Regions from separate parts of the Sus scrofa genome. Here regions 1 and 3 are each linked to region 2. Evidence: chromatin contacts called from public Hi-C and HiChIP or PLAC-seq data. All regions are on one chromosome and are shown on one strand. Each heading gives the region's core, a stretch centred on a gene start, on an enhancer-like site or on the middle of the called end of the contact. The rest is flanking DNA. Distances are from core to core; before and after follow the strand shown. Region 1 holds the start of C13H3orf58 (deleted in autism protein 1). Region 2 holds the start of U2SURP (U2 snRNP-associated SURP motif-containing protein). Region 3 holds the start of GK5 (putative glycerol kinase 5).

What was found. A called contact is a pair of places that touch in the nucleus more often than the background predicts. HiChIP or PLAC-seq counts read pairs in DNA pulled down with a chosen protein or histone mark.
Region 1: a Hi-C map of heart right ventricle shows a contact between it and region 2, with 4 times the contacts expected there. The contact joins the promoter of C13H3orf58 here to the promoter of U2SURP in region 2. A contact is called at or near these places in 1 of 47 Hi-C or Micro-C datasets (heart right ventricle) and 1 of 2 datasets of contacts at active chromatin or transcription factors (alveolar macrophages).
Region 3: a contact with region 2 is called in an H3K27ac HiChIP or PLAC-seq map of alveolar macrophages. The contact joins the promoter of GK5 here to the promoter of U2SURP in region 2. A contact is called at or near these places in 1 of 5 promoter capture datasets (liver) and 1 of 2 datasets of contacts at active chromatin or transcription factors (alveolar macrophages).

Annotation. Positions count from the first base shown.
Region 1 is chr13:84,632,934-84,636,666 of Sscrofa11.1, forward strand. C13H3orf58 (deleted in autism protein 1) reads left to right here and starts at 1,783. Exons shown (of 3, transcript XM_013982111.2): 1 at 1,783-2,699. The coding sequence starts at 2,043. It overlaps SLC9A9 (sodium/hydrogen exchanger 9), which reads right to left. Exons shown (of 19, transcript XM_021071131.1): 1 at 3,629-3,733.
Region 2 is chr13:83,703,045-83,706,449 of Sscrofa11.1, forward strand. It overlaps U2SURP (U2 snRNP-associated SURP motif-containing protein), which reads left to right and starts at 1,457. Exons shown (of 28, transcript XM_013982108.2): 1 at 1,457-1,611. The coding sequence starts at 1,567.
Region 3 is chr13:83,033,047-83,036,998 of Sscrofa11.1, forward strand. GK5 (putative glycerol kinase 5) reads right to left here and starts at 2,543. Exons shown (of 16, transcript XM_003483257.4): 1 at 2,241-2,543. The coding sequence starts at 2,402.

The DNA of each region.
Region 1 (3,733 bases), core at 533-3,032, 930 kb after region 2:
TTTGTACAGGCTTTGAAGACTAAATCTTCCAATTTGTCGTCAATCTAACATCATATAAAAGTCACTTCTGTGTTGAACACCTTAAATTGTATAAAGGTTTTCTTTTTTCAAAGTTTGAATTCTTATATCACGAAGGTCAAAATACTGACTTCAACAGTACTTCTCAAGAGAATGGCTCTGCCTTTTACAAACAGGTGTTGAGAACAATAGAAGTCAATTTAATAATCCAATATATAGATGTTTCTCATTTAGCTACTCTTGAGTTCATTCATGCAGGCCAGTTCATTGGTCTTCTAAAAGTCATCATTCAATCGCTATCATTAACTCAGTTAAAACTCAGATATTTAATACTGTATCAGGAATCACTTATCCAACAGAAAAACTACTCATTTTAATTATTCCAGCGCAAAAACTAAACAGCATTAAAATTACATGTCCCAGCTACTGTGGAGTCTGGGTCCCCTAAAACTTCTACCAAAACGAGGCGCTGTAGTTCCGCATTTCCGAGCTATTTTTGTAGTCGTGGCGCGAACTTGAGCCAAGGTGCCGGTGTGGAGCACAGGCTGCCCCGGGTCCCCAAGGGTACCGCCACAGCGACGCGGCGTGGCCCGCGGGGCAGGCCCGAGCGTGGGGGGAAGGGCGGGGCGCATAGCCGCACGCCGGAGACCCTCACGGTAGGCAGGCGCGAGGACGCCAACATCCTTGGGGAAGAAGAAAAAAAAAAAAAAAGGCTTCGGCGCCGGGCTGGGAAAGACTAGCCAACCGCTCGTTTCCTCATCTAGGCAGTGTTTGGCACAACTCAAAGTGACACCAGGCCGCGTCAGTTCCCTCTTCAGCCTACTTTCCCCTTTTTATCATGGTGTGTGGCGGACTTCGTTTTCTCCGTGCCCACTCAGGATACTTTAAAATGCCTCCACAGAAGTAGCTGACGCCAAAGGTGAAGCATCTCCCCTCAAACAATCCAGCCACACCTCGCGCCCTTCCACCTCCTCTCTGCAGGCCCGCCCCCAAGCGGAGGCGCGCGGGCCCAAAGACAAGAAATCCCTCCCTGGCCTCGCCTCATCCCGCCCCCAGGCGCGCGCCCCACCCCTATAAGGCGCAGTGAACACGACGCCCCGCCCACTCCGCCTACACCCTGCGGGCGCCTTGCGGGTGCCCTGCGGAGGCGAAGGATTGCACTAGGGTTCCGCAGTTTTTTTTTTTCCGACTTAGAAGACGCTTTCCACAATGACAAAAGACAGCCCCCAACAAAGTCAACGATCATAAAAAAGCAACTATTACTAAAAGTCATTTCTCCACAGGAGCTCGCGAGTTTACCCTGCCTCTAGAAGCTCGAGCCCCGCCCCTCGGAGTGGGCCCCCAAAGCCACCCCCAAGAGCCCGCGATTACGCTTTCCGGGCGGTACGCCACACGCTCGCTCCGCCCCTCCAGCCCCGCCCCCAGCCCCCTCGCCCTCCCTCCGGGGAGTCGGCGCGCAAGAACTGGGGCGTGTGGCGTCAGGGACGCGCGAGCACCTCATCCTTCCCACCTTCCTACACAGTTGCTACTTTTCGATGTTTGACATTCCAGCTTCTCTTCCCCTTCCGTGAGTCCCTGCTTCCCTCTTCTCAGACACCCCGCTCGCTCAGGAGGCGGACGCCGCCGCCGCAGCTCTCGCGCCCCAAGCTAGCTATACGCGTGCGCGCACACGGGCGGACGCGGGCGCGCGGGCGTTGGGTCCCCGCGCTCCCTCCGCCTCCCGCTGCTGTATAACTTGACTGGCTAGGAGGAGGCGCTGCCGGAGTCGGAGGGCGGGGAGCTCGGAGGAGGGAGCTCGAGAGTTGTGGAGACTAGTGACTGGGAGAAGTCGCAGCCTGCTCCGGTCGGTTCCTTCCAGCTCCCCGTCTCTCTTACACACCTACTCCGCTTCCCGCCCCAGCCCGCGCCCTCGCTCCTTCACTCGCCCGGGGGCCCCCTGCCGGTCGCTCCCCGGGTTTCGGCGCGGCGGGGGCGCCCCGGGGGTGCCCTCGCCCTCCGGGTGCGGGGGACGGGCGGCGGGCGGGATGTGGCGCCTGGTGCCCCCGAAGCTGGGCCGCCTGTCCCGCTCGCTGAAGCTGGCGGCGCTGGGCAGCCTGTTGGTGCTGATGGTGCTGCACTCGCCGTCGCTGCTCGCCTCCTGGCAGCGGAACGAACTGGCCGACCGGCGCTTCCTCCAGCTCAATAAGTGCCCGGCGTGCTTCGGTACGAGCTGGTGCCGCCGCTTCCTCAACGGGCAGGTGGTGTTCGAGGCGTGGGGCCGCCTGCGCCTGCTGGACTTCCTTAACGTGAAGAACGTCTACTTCGCGCAGTACGGCGAGCCCCGCGAGGGCGGCCGCCGCCGAGTGGTGCTCAAGCGCCTTGGCTCGCAGCGCGAGCTGGCGCAGCTCGACCAGAGCATCTGCAAGCGGGCCACCGGCCGGCCCCGCTGCGACCTGCTCCAGGCCATGCCCCGCACCGAGTTCGCGCGCCTCAACGGCGACGTGCGGCTGCTCACGCCCGAGGCGGTGGAGGGCTGGTCCGACCTGGTGCACTGCCCCTCGCAGCGTCTGCTCGACCGCCTGGTGCGCCGATACGCCGAGACCAAGGACTCGGGCAGTTTCCTGCTTCGCAACCTCAAGGACTCGGAGCGTATGCAGCTGCTGTTGACCCTGGCCTTCAACCCCGAGCCGCTGGTGCTACAGGTAGGCACGAAACCCCGGAGGGGGGCATCCTGCCCGGAGGGCCACCCAGGTTACGGGAGTCGGGAGCAGCGGCCCCGCCCGCACCGGTCCTCCTGTCAGGACCTGGCCCCCGGGGGGCCAGGCGGCGGGCTTGGGAAAGGAACGGCGCTGGGGACCCCCGGGCGCGGTGCGGGATCGTGGAGGGCGACCCAGCTGGTGGCGAGGCTTGCTCTTGTCACCTAGACGCGGGCGCATCTCGGTTCTGATTGCGGATCTTTCAACGCCAGAGGGAGCGCGTTTGGTCTGGTACGCTCCCAAAATGTCTCTCCGGCGAGTTTCCTTCGGCTCTCCTCCTTGCCTTTCTGCTTTGCTCGCCGGGCTTGCACTTCCTCGGCGCAGTCTGTTTAGGAAGACCTTAGTTCTTAAGTGTTTCTATACCGCTTTGCTTTCCCCTTTAGTACCCCTCGTGACTGGCTTAACTTCGGCCCCAAAGTCTCTTTGTTTTATCCCTTAGCTCATTCACCTGGCGAATCATTTGGGGTGGCAGATTTGGGGACAAACTCGGGAGGATGAGGTTAGAGTATGGAAACTGTGGTCCGGATGGGGCTAATCCCTGAGGCCTGCTTTAGGTGTTAGATTAGAAAGAGAAAAAAAAGTAAGGCGTCGTTGGACTTGGGGCTGCGAGGGTTTAAGGCCAAATCGGGCATTTTCATCCTGATCCTGTGACCTGCTCTGTTCATCTGGTAATTTGACTGCAGGAGGAGACGAAATGTTAGGCCAGGGCTGGAAATGGAGAGACTAGAGTCACCTTTCTCCTGTTTGACTTAGTGGCTCTCTCGTGACTTTATTTTGAAGACAAAGGAGCTTTTTCGGGGAGTAGGTTGGAATCTTTTTACTGGTGGTGACAGCTAAGAGGAAAACACCCCGCCCCCCAAAAAAACCCTGCTTACCTTGGGAAAAGTTACGGAGTTTATACACATTCCCACTCGTCTTTAATGCAGTGTCCTTGGATAGTGGTTGCAACTTTGGTGCTGTGATCTCTTATGATATTCCCA
Region 2 (3,405 bases), core at 207-2,706:
AACCCTTCTTCTTCCTCTAGTGCTCAATCTTTTAAAGCTTAAAATTGGACATCACAGCCCTACTTAATTCTGTTGAAGGCTACTCTTTGCCCTCAGAATAGAATTCTAACTCCCCAAGCACAGTGGTTACCTCAGGGCCCTGTGTGAGCTTGCTTCCATCCACCTCTCCAGCCCTACACCTGGTCTAATACAACGTGACTGCTTACTGTGACTGCACAGTTGGGCTATATTGATTCATGCCATCGGATTTTGTTTCAAGTACTTCCTTTGCCTGGAAAGCTCTTTCCATTTTCTTTGCCTGGTTTGGCTCAGGAATGACCTCCTCAAGCAAGCTTTCCTTCTTTGAATACAGATCCTATTAAAGAAGGAAAGAAAGAAAGAAAAAAGAAAGAAAAGAGCACTGAAGTATGGTTACTCTCCTCTATTTGTGATTAAAAATGAAAGCAATACCAAACTGTAAAATGTAACTCTTTTATCTTGTTTTTTTTTTTTTTTGTTTTAGGGCCACAGGTGTGGCATATGGACATTCCCAGGCTAGAGGCAGAATCTGAGCTACAGCTGCTGGTCTAAGCCACAGTCACAGCAATGCAAGATCTGAGCTGCATCTGCAATCTACACCACAGCTCACCACAAGGATGGATCCTTAACCCACTGAGTGAGGCCAGGGATGAAACCTGCTTCCTCATGGATCCCAGCCAGGTTAGTTACCCCTGAGCCACGATGGGAACTCCTATAAGTCTCTTAAATGACACACAACTGTATATATGTAACTGAATCCACTTTGCTGTACACCCAAAACACAACATTGTAAATCTACTCCGAAATAAAAAAAATTTTAAATAATAACTTATATGAATGCTAGATTTAGACTATCGTCTGCTTATGATTTTTCTCTCATGCATCCTTTCTCTCCACGCACCCATTTTGCAGACGCCTTAAACAGACTATCCAACAACCCCACTGCTGGAATCTCAGCTTGGGTCAAAAGCTGCCCTGCTCTGCTTCTCGGCACCACTGCATTTTAAAGTAACTTGAACAGACCGCAAGTTTGCCTTTCCCCCTAGGGGATGAGAGCCAGAGGTGGCGGGAACACCATCTTTGTCCATGGAGCACCATACCTCAGCCCACTCTCCTGTTGGCTCCAGGTTTACTTGAGTCGAAGTAAAAACTCCTCCCGGCTGACCCATGCATTTCTTCTTTAAGAAGGCTTTCCCTAACTCATCCAGCAAGTGCAACTAGTTCGCGCCTATCAAGGGCTGGCACTGAGAAAAGGGTGCATTCCAACCAGCCCTGAAAGCCTGGACAAGATTCCCTAAATTCTCCGGCGGAGAAAGCAACCCGCCAGGGAGACGCCCACAGATATTCAGCAGAGTGGGCAGGGCTGGAAAAAAAAAAAAAAAAAGAAGACCGACACCGGAAGTCACGTGGCCACTTCCCCTTGAATAGTCGGCAATCGACTATTCAGCCTTGCAGGCGCCTCTGGCGGGCTGTGTTGAGATCCAGTCTTTCGGCGTTCGACTCGCCCGTGCTGCTGCTGCCGCCGCCGAAGGAGGGGCAAAGCTCAAGATGGCGGACAAAACGCCAGGCGGCTCTCAGAAGGCCAGTTCAAAGGTAATTTCTTAAAGGACTTCGTGAGTCATTGAGTCTATCACTGTCGTCTGGAGACTACAGACACTTCTGGCCAGCGGGAGGAGATTGGGGTGGAAGTCCGCGTTCCGGTCGCGACGGTAGGCCGGGGCGCAGACGCACCGTGGTGCGCAGGTTGAGAGGCCTGGTATCTCCCCTCGGTCCCAGCCTGGATTCGGCTCGAGGCTGGCGGGCCCGGGGCAGGTGGCATGAGTAGTTCGCCCCGCGCTTACCACTGGGGTGAAGTCAGGGATTTACACTGAGGTCTGACGCCAGGAAAACGCGCCTCTGTATTTCAGCTTGTTGCGCTCTGAAGCTCCGGGACAGAGTCTAGGAGAGGCGGGAATCACTTCCCGGTACTTAAGGTCTACTTCTCTTTCCTCGGTTCTTTGGGGTTTGGATCTCGTACGCTTCTGGCCTCCTTCAATTTCCCTCACGTCCTGCAGGGAATAAATAATCTCTAGGGCTGCAGATTGTGAGGGGAGGCCCTATAGTGGAGGGACGCGGGGTGGGAAATGCAGAGGCGGGAGCAGTTCTCCTTTGCGGTGCTGCATCACCAAGGTTAATGCTACGCTCTACACGTGGTCTTACCTCCCTTAAGGGGAAGTATGAAATGAACGCTTCTTTGGAGGGCTCATTTTCGAGGACTCGGGGTCCTCATCACCTCCCGAAAGGAGAACTTTCATAAGTTGCTTTTGAGTGTACAGGGAATCGTGTGCAAGTATTGTGAAACCACTGAGCTGTGGGAGTAGTTTAGCTTTAGGTTGTGATTAGCATCTGGCACCAGTTGCCATCTTGGACGGGTCATTTAATCGTTTTTGCTTTGAGTTTCTTTTTCAAAACGATATTAAAAGTAGTAGATAGTGCCCAAAGTAGTTGTTAAGCTTTTCTATGCTGATGTAAGAAATTGTGTAATACACATCTTAAAGAGTGTGTATGAATTGCAAGTCGGTTACTAGGAAGTTAAGTTTACTGTAGACGGGGCTAGTTCTGTGTGTGCAGTTTGTTTTGGGAAATATAACCTATTATATACTTGCTTTCTCAGTTTCTAATCATAATCTTTATGCCATTTGGTGCATGACGTCTATAATTAGTTCGTAATTAGTAATGGATTTACCAGAAATCCTTTAGTTGTGTGGAGGCTATGATAGAAGGCCAGTATTGGCTGCTTTACGTTCTGCGTTTACTCCTTGTTTCTCCTCTCCCCACTTAATTTCCCCTTGATGAGGAGGGGAGTAGTTGGGTACATCACTCTGCCCACTTCCTCAGCAGACTCATCAGAAAAACAGCCCTGTTTACTGTTAGGGAACGATTACCAAAGTTAGCCACATCCATAAAATTCACCGGTAAGCGTCACTATTTTTGTTTCTTCTCAAAATAATACTTTAGTATCTCCTATTTGAGGCCTTGGATACATTGAAAACATTTTAAAGCATATGTTCAGCCTTCTCTAAGAGTATTTGTCAGGGTTGTATATGGCTTTTTTTTTTTTTTTTTTGGTAAGTGTAAATTGTTGAATCTGCCAGGAATCTTTTCAGTTTGTATTGCTTTAGATTATCGTCAATTGATGTGATTAAGAGGTTTCCTACGATGTCTGTAAAATATAGTAGGGCTCAAATGATATGGTTTTTTGCATTAATATGGAGGGTACACGAGGTAGTGGAGAGATTATGGATTTTGATAACAAAGTCGAGATTTGGATTCAAATTCTGACTTGGTACTTTATTTATGATGTCGCAAATTGCTTAAACTTTTGAGCCTCAACTTCCTTGTTGGTAA
Region 3 (3,952 bases), core at 1,293-3,792, 670 kb before region 2:
ACTGAGCCACAGTGGGAACTCCCTTTGTTAAAAACCTTTTTTGAAGATATTTATTTGGTGCTATCAATCAAATCCTGTACTAAGAGGTCTGGCTTTCTATTACATATTCTTTCCAACATAATATTAGCAGAGGTGTGATTTTTTTTTTTTTTTTTTTTTGTGGCCGAACCTGCAATATATGGAAGGGGCCAGGGGTTGAATGAGAAGTGGAGCTGCAGACCTGCACCACAGTCACAGCAACGTCAGATCCAAGCCACATCTGCAACCCACAACACAACTTGTAGGAACAGCAAGCAGATCCTTAAGCCACTAAGCAAGGCCAGGAATTGAAACTGCATGCTCATGGACTCTATGTCAGATTGGGTTCATAACCCACTAAGCCCCAATGGAAACTCCAAGAGGTATGATTTTTCACTTGAAAAAATAAAAACAAGTTCTTTGTCTAATCCATAGAGTCCCATGGAGCAAAATGAATATCTAATACTTTGATTAGATGCAATTAAATTATTTATACCTATGAAGTAATAAGCCAGGTAATAGGAAACAATGTAGGCCGAGACCCTTTTTCCCAAAGAACTCAAGTTATTTGAAGTAAAGGAGCAGTTGTTGTTTGTTTTTGTATTTTTTTTTTCTGATTTCTAATTATTGTGGACCAACAATTTTTAAGGCACAACGGAAACACTTTTCTAGGGAAAAAAAATGACAAAATAAAATCCCAAATATTTTATTATTAAGGTCAACAGACATAAAATTATACTGCCAAGCTGCTACACGAGTTTCTAAATTTTAGTTTCTCTATCTCAACCCCAGCACCCTAGGAACCACACTTTAAGAAGCACTGCTTGTCAATTCCTATCACAGTTTGAGAGGCACTGCTGTCAACTACTTAAGATACAGAGCTTCAGCCCTCAAGGGCAGGGATTTTCTGTATTTTCATTTACTCACATATCCTTCCAGACACCTCCACAGTTCAGCCTGAGCAAACCACTCTAGTCTCCTGCTACTCACAGCAATCTTGATTTACCTTTGAAATCCTTACCTAATTTCTTGAAAGAAAGAAGAAAAAAATAGAATGATTCCCCCAAACTATACAGCAACTATGAAACTTTGTTTTCTTCTAACAAATTTCTTCTAACAGAAATTCTGTATCCAAATACTGATTCCAAATACTCCAACTCCTTAAAAAAGCAAAAAACAAACAAACAAACAAACAAAAAAACTCTGCCTAAACACAAAAGTACTTTGTGTCCAGAATTATAAGGGAGACTTGTGAAAAGTATCACCGTGTTCTGATAAAGACTCAAAAAGATAAGGAGCACATAGTTTCTAAGGACAGAGTCTGCCTTTTGTCTCTCCTTTCAGGTGGGGGTAGGGGTGAGTGGGCAGTACTCACCCTTTCCTGCACAGGTGGACGCAGAAAGGACCAGGGAGCTGCTCTAGTCCCAGCTCCCTGTCCCGGTTCTGACACCAGCATGAGGAAGTCCTCAACACGAGCGCTCAAAGAACTGTTTTGACTGGACCTGCTCCTGGGCAACTGCTAAGGCAGAAAACCGCTTCTAAAGGGGGTGGGAAGAAGGGTGGGAATCCAGCAAAAGGGGAGCTCTGTGCTGCTGGGAATGGGTTAGGTAATAGCTCCTGCTCGCCCTAACACTGCTAATATAAAAAGAAGTTGGTATTGGACAGAAGAGTAAATAACTTCCCGTATCCATGGAAATGAGCTGCTCAGCACTTTGGGAAACAGTTAATAATGGCAAATGAAGAACGGACATAAAGTCAAATCCCATCAAGATCTGAAAATTTTAAATGTAAATAAAGACAGTGTTGGAGGTCTACCAAGGAAGTGCAGGAAAAACCAAGCAAATCACAAAGTACCCTCTGGCTAGATATGCGCAGTCCGCCCTACCCTGCCCAGCCCCGGGAGTCACCGCATTCTCACCCAGGTAAGGCCAGAGGGGCGAATCCCCAGGTGAGAGGAAGCTAGTGAGCGGCCCCGGGTGACAAAGCGGGCCCCTAGGGTCCTCAGCCGGGACAGGAAAGGCGCACGGGTTTCAGTCTGACCCAGGAGGGAATGCGGTGACCTGGCCGATCCCGGCGCCCCGATCAAGACCAAGGGCCGGCGGTGCTGCAGGTGGCGGCCTCCAGGCCGGATGAGGCGGTCCCGCCCTCTCTGCGCCCACGATCGGATCCCGGGCGTCTTGCGCGACGCTGACCCGCAGCCCCGACGCCCGCTCCCCAGTCACCTTCTGCGCGCTGGAACCGCAGATCCGCGCCGCGCGGTCATAGACGTGGCAGCGAATCACCGAGCTGCCCACGTCCAGCCCCAGTACGAAGCCTGCGCGCCGCCCGTCCGGCGCGCTCTGCTCCTGGCGTTCCTGCTCTGCAACGGTGGACAGCTCGGACATCCCGACCCGAACGCCTCTCTACCGCAGCCGCCAGCCGAGCAGGCTAGTTCCAAACACTCGCACCGCAGGAGCGGAGCGCGCCCAACCGGGCCACCGCCCCCGGCCCGCCCCGCCCCCTCCGCGAGCTCCGGGAGCGGCCCCGCCCCTGCCGAGGGCCCCGCCCCGACGCCGTGACGTCACGGCTGCGCAGGGCCCCTTCGCTGGAGCGCGCGCGGGCCGAGTGGCCGCCTGGGGGCGTAGAGGCGAGTGTGTTTTCGGTGGGACTTTGGAGCCCCAGCTCACGCACGTGGCCCAGTTCTCCAAACACCCGCCGCTCTCGGCGTTTCCCGGCCGGTAATTTTCATGATTTCCCTCCTCATGCCGAGCATCATGCAGGAAGTGCCTGCGTTTCTTTTGTTTGTTTTTGCTTTTTATGGCCACTACTGCGGGCATATGGAGGTTCCCAGGCTGTAGGTCAAATGGTAGCTGTAGCTGCCCGCCCAGGCCACAGCAACGCAGGCTCCGGCAGGATCGGAGCCGCGCCTGCGACCTACATCACAGCTCACCGCAAGTCCGGATCCTTAACCCACTGAGTCAGGCCAGGGATTGAACCTCTGTCCTCATGGATGCTAGTCAGATTGGTTAACCACTGAGCCGCTAGGGGAACTTCGCCTGCTATTCTTTTAACTCTTAAAAGGAAATACAAAATTGGGCCAAAGGTATTTATTAATAAACTGTGAGTTTCCCAAGACTTCTCCCCAGAAAACCTGGTCAGATACACACAATACTTCTCAATAAATACTTGCTAAATGAAATAACACTCAACCAGTGAGACCTTTCGCAGCCCTCTGGTCGGAGGAAGGAGCACAGCGCAAGGCATCTGTTTTTACCGTCAAACTCCACCCCAACGATTGCTTTTTCAAGAATCTGAAAGCCCCTTTACCTTTCCTGCCTCAAAAGCATGAGATCTTCCCCTCAGAGGGCAGGAAGGACGCATGTGGTAATTTTGAGTTTCCTTCCGTTTTGATCACCAGCTTTGAATCCAAGGGGATTTTTGAGGGGTGGTCCAGCTCCAAGTCCTTATCTGTGGGGAGTGGGGAGGTGTCAAGACCTGTTCCAGCCACCACTCCACCTCCAGCCCCCCAAAAACCCAGTACCTGAAAATATTCATTACCTTTTTGTAAAATTATGAAAGTAATATGGATATGCGTTTTTTGTGAAAAAGTTCAACAGTGAAGAGTGGTATACTGGAGTTCCTGTTGTAGCGTAGGCGAAATGAATCCGACTAGTAACCATGAGGTTTGGGGTTGGATCCCTGCCTTGGCTCAGTGGGTTAAGGATCCAGCATTTGCCGTGAGCTGTGGTATAGGCCACAGTCACGGCTAGGATCCTGACTTGCTGTGGCTGTGGTGAAGGCCAGCAATTGTAGCTCCGATTCAACCCCTAGCCTGGGAACCTCCATATGCAGCCCTAAAAATAAATGAAATAAAATAATAAAATAAAATAAATAGTGGTATACTGATTAATAAGTAAAGGATATTCCTTTTGAACCAAATTGTTCTTTTGACAAA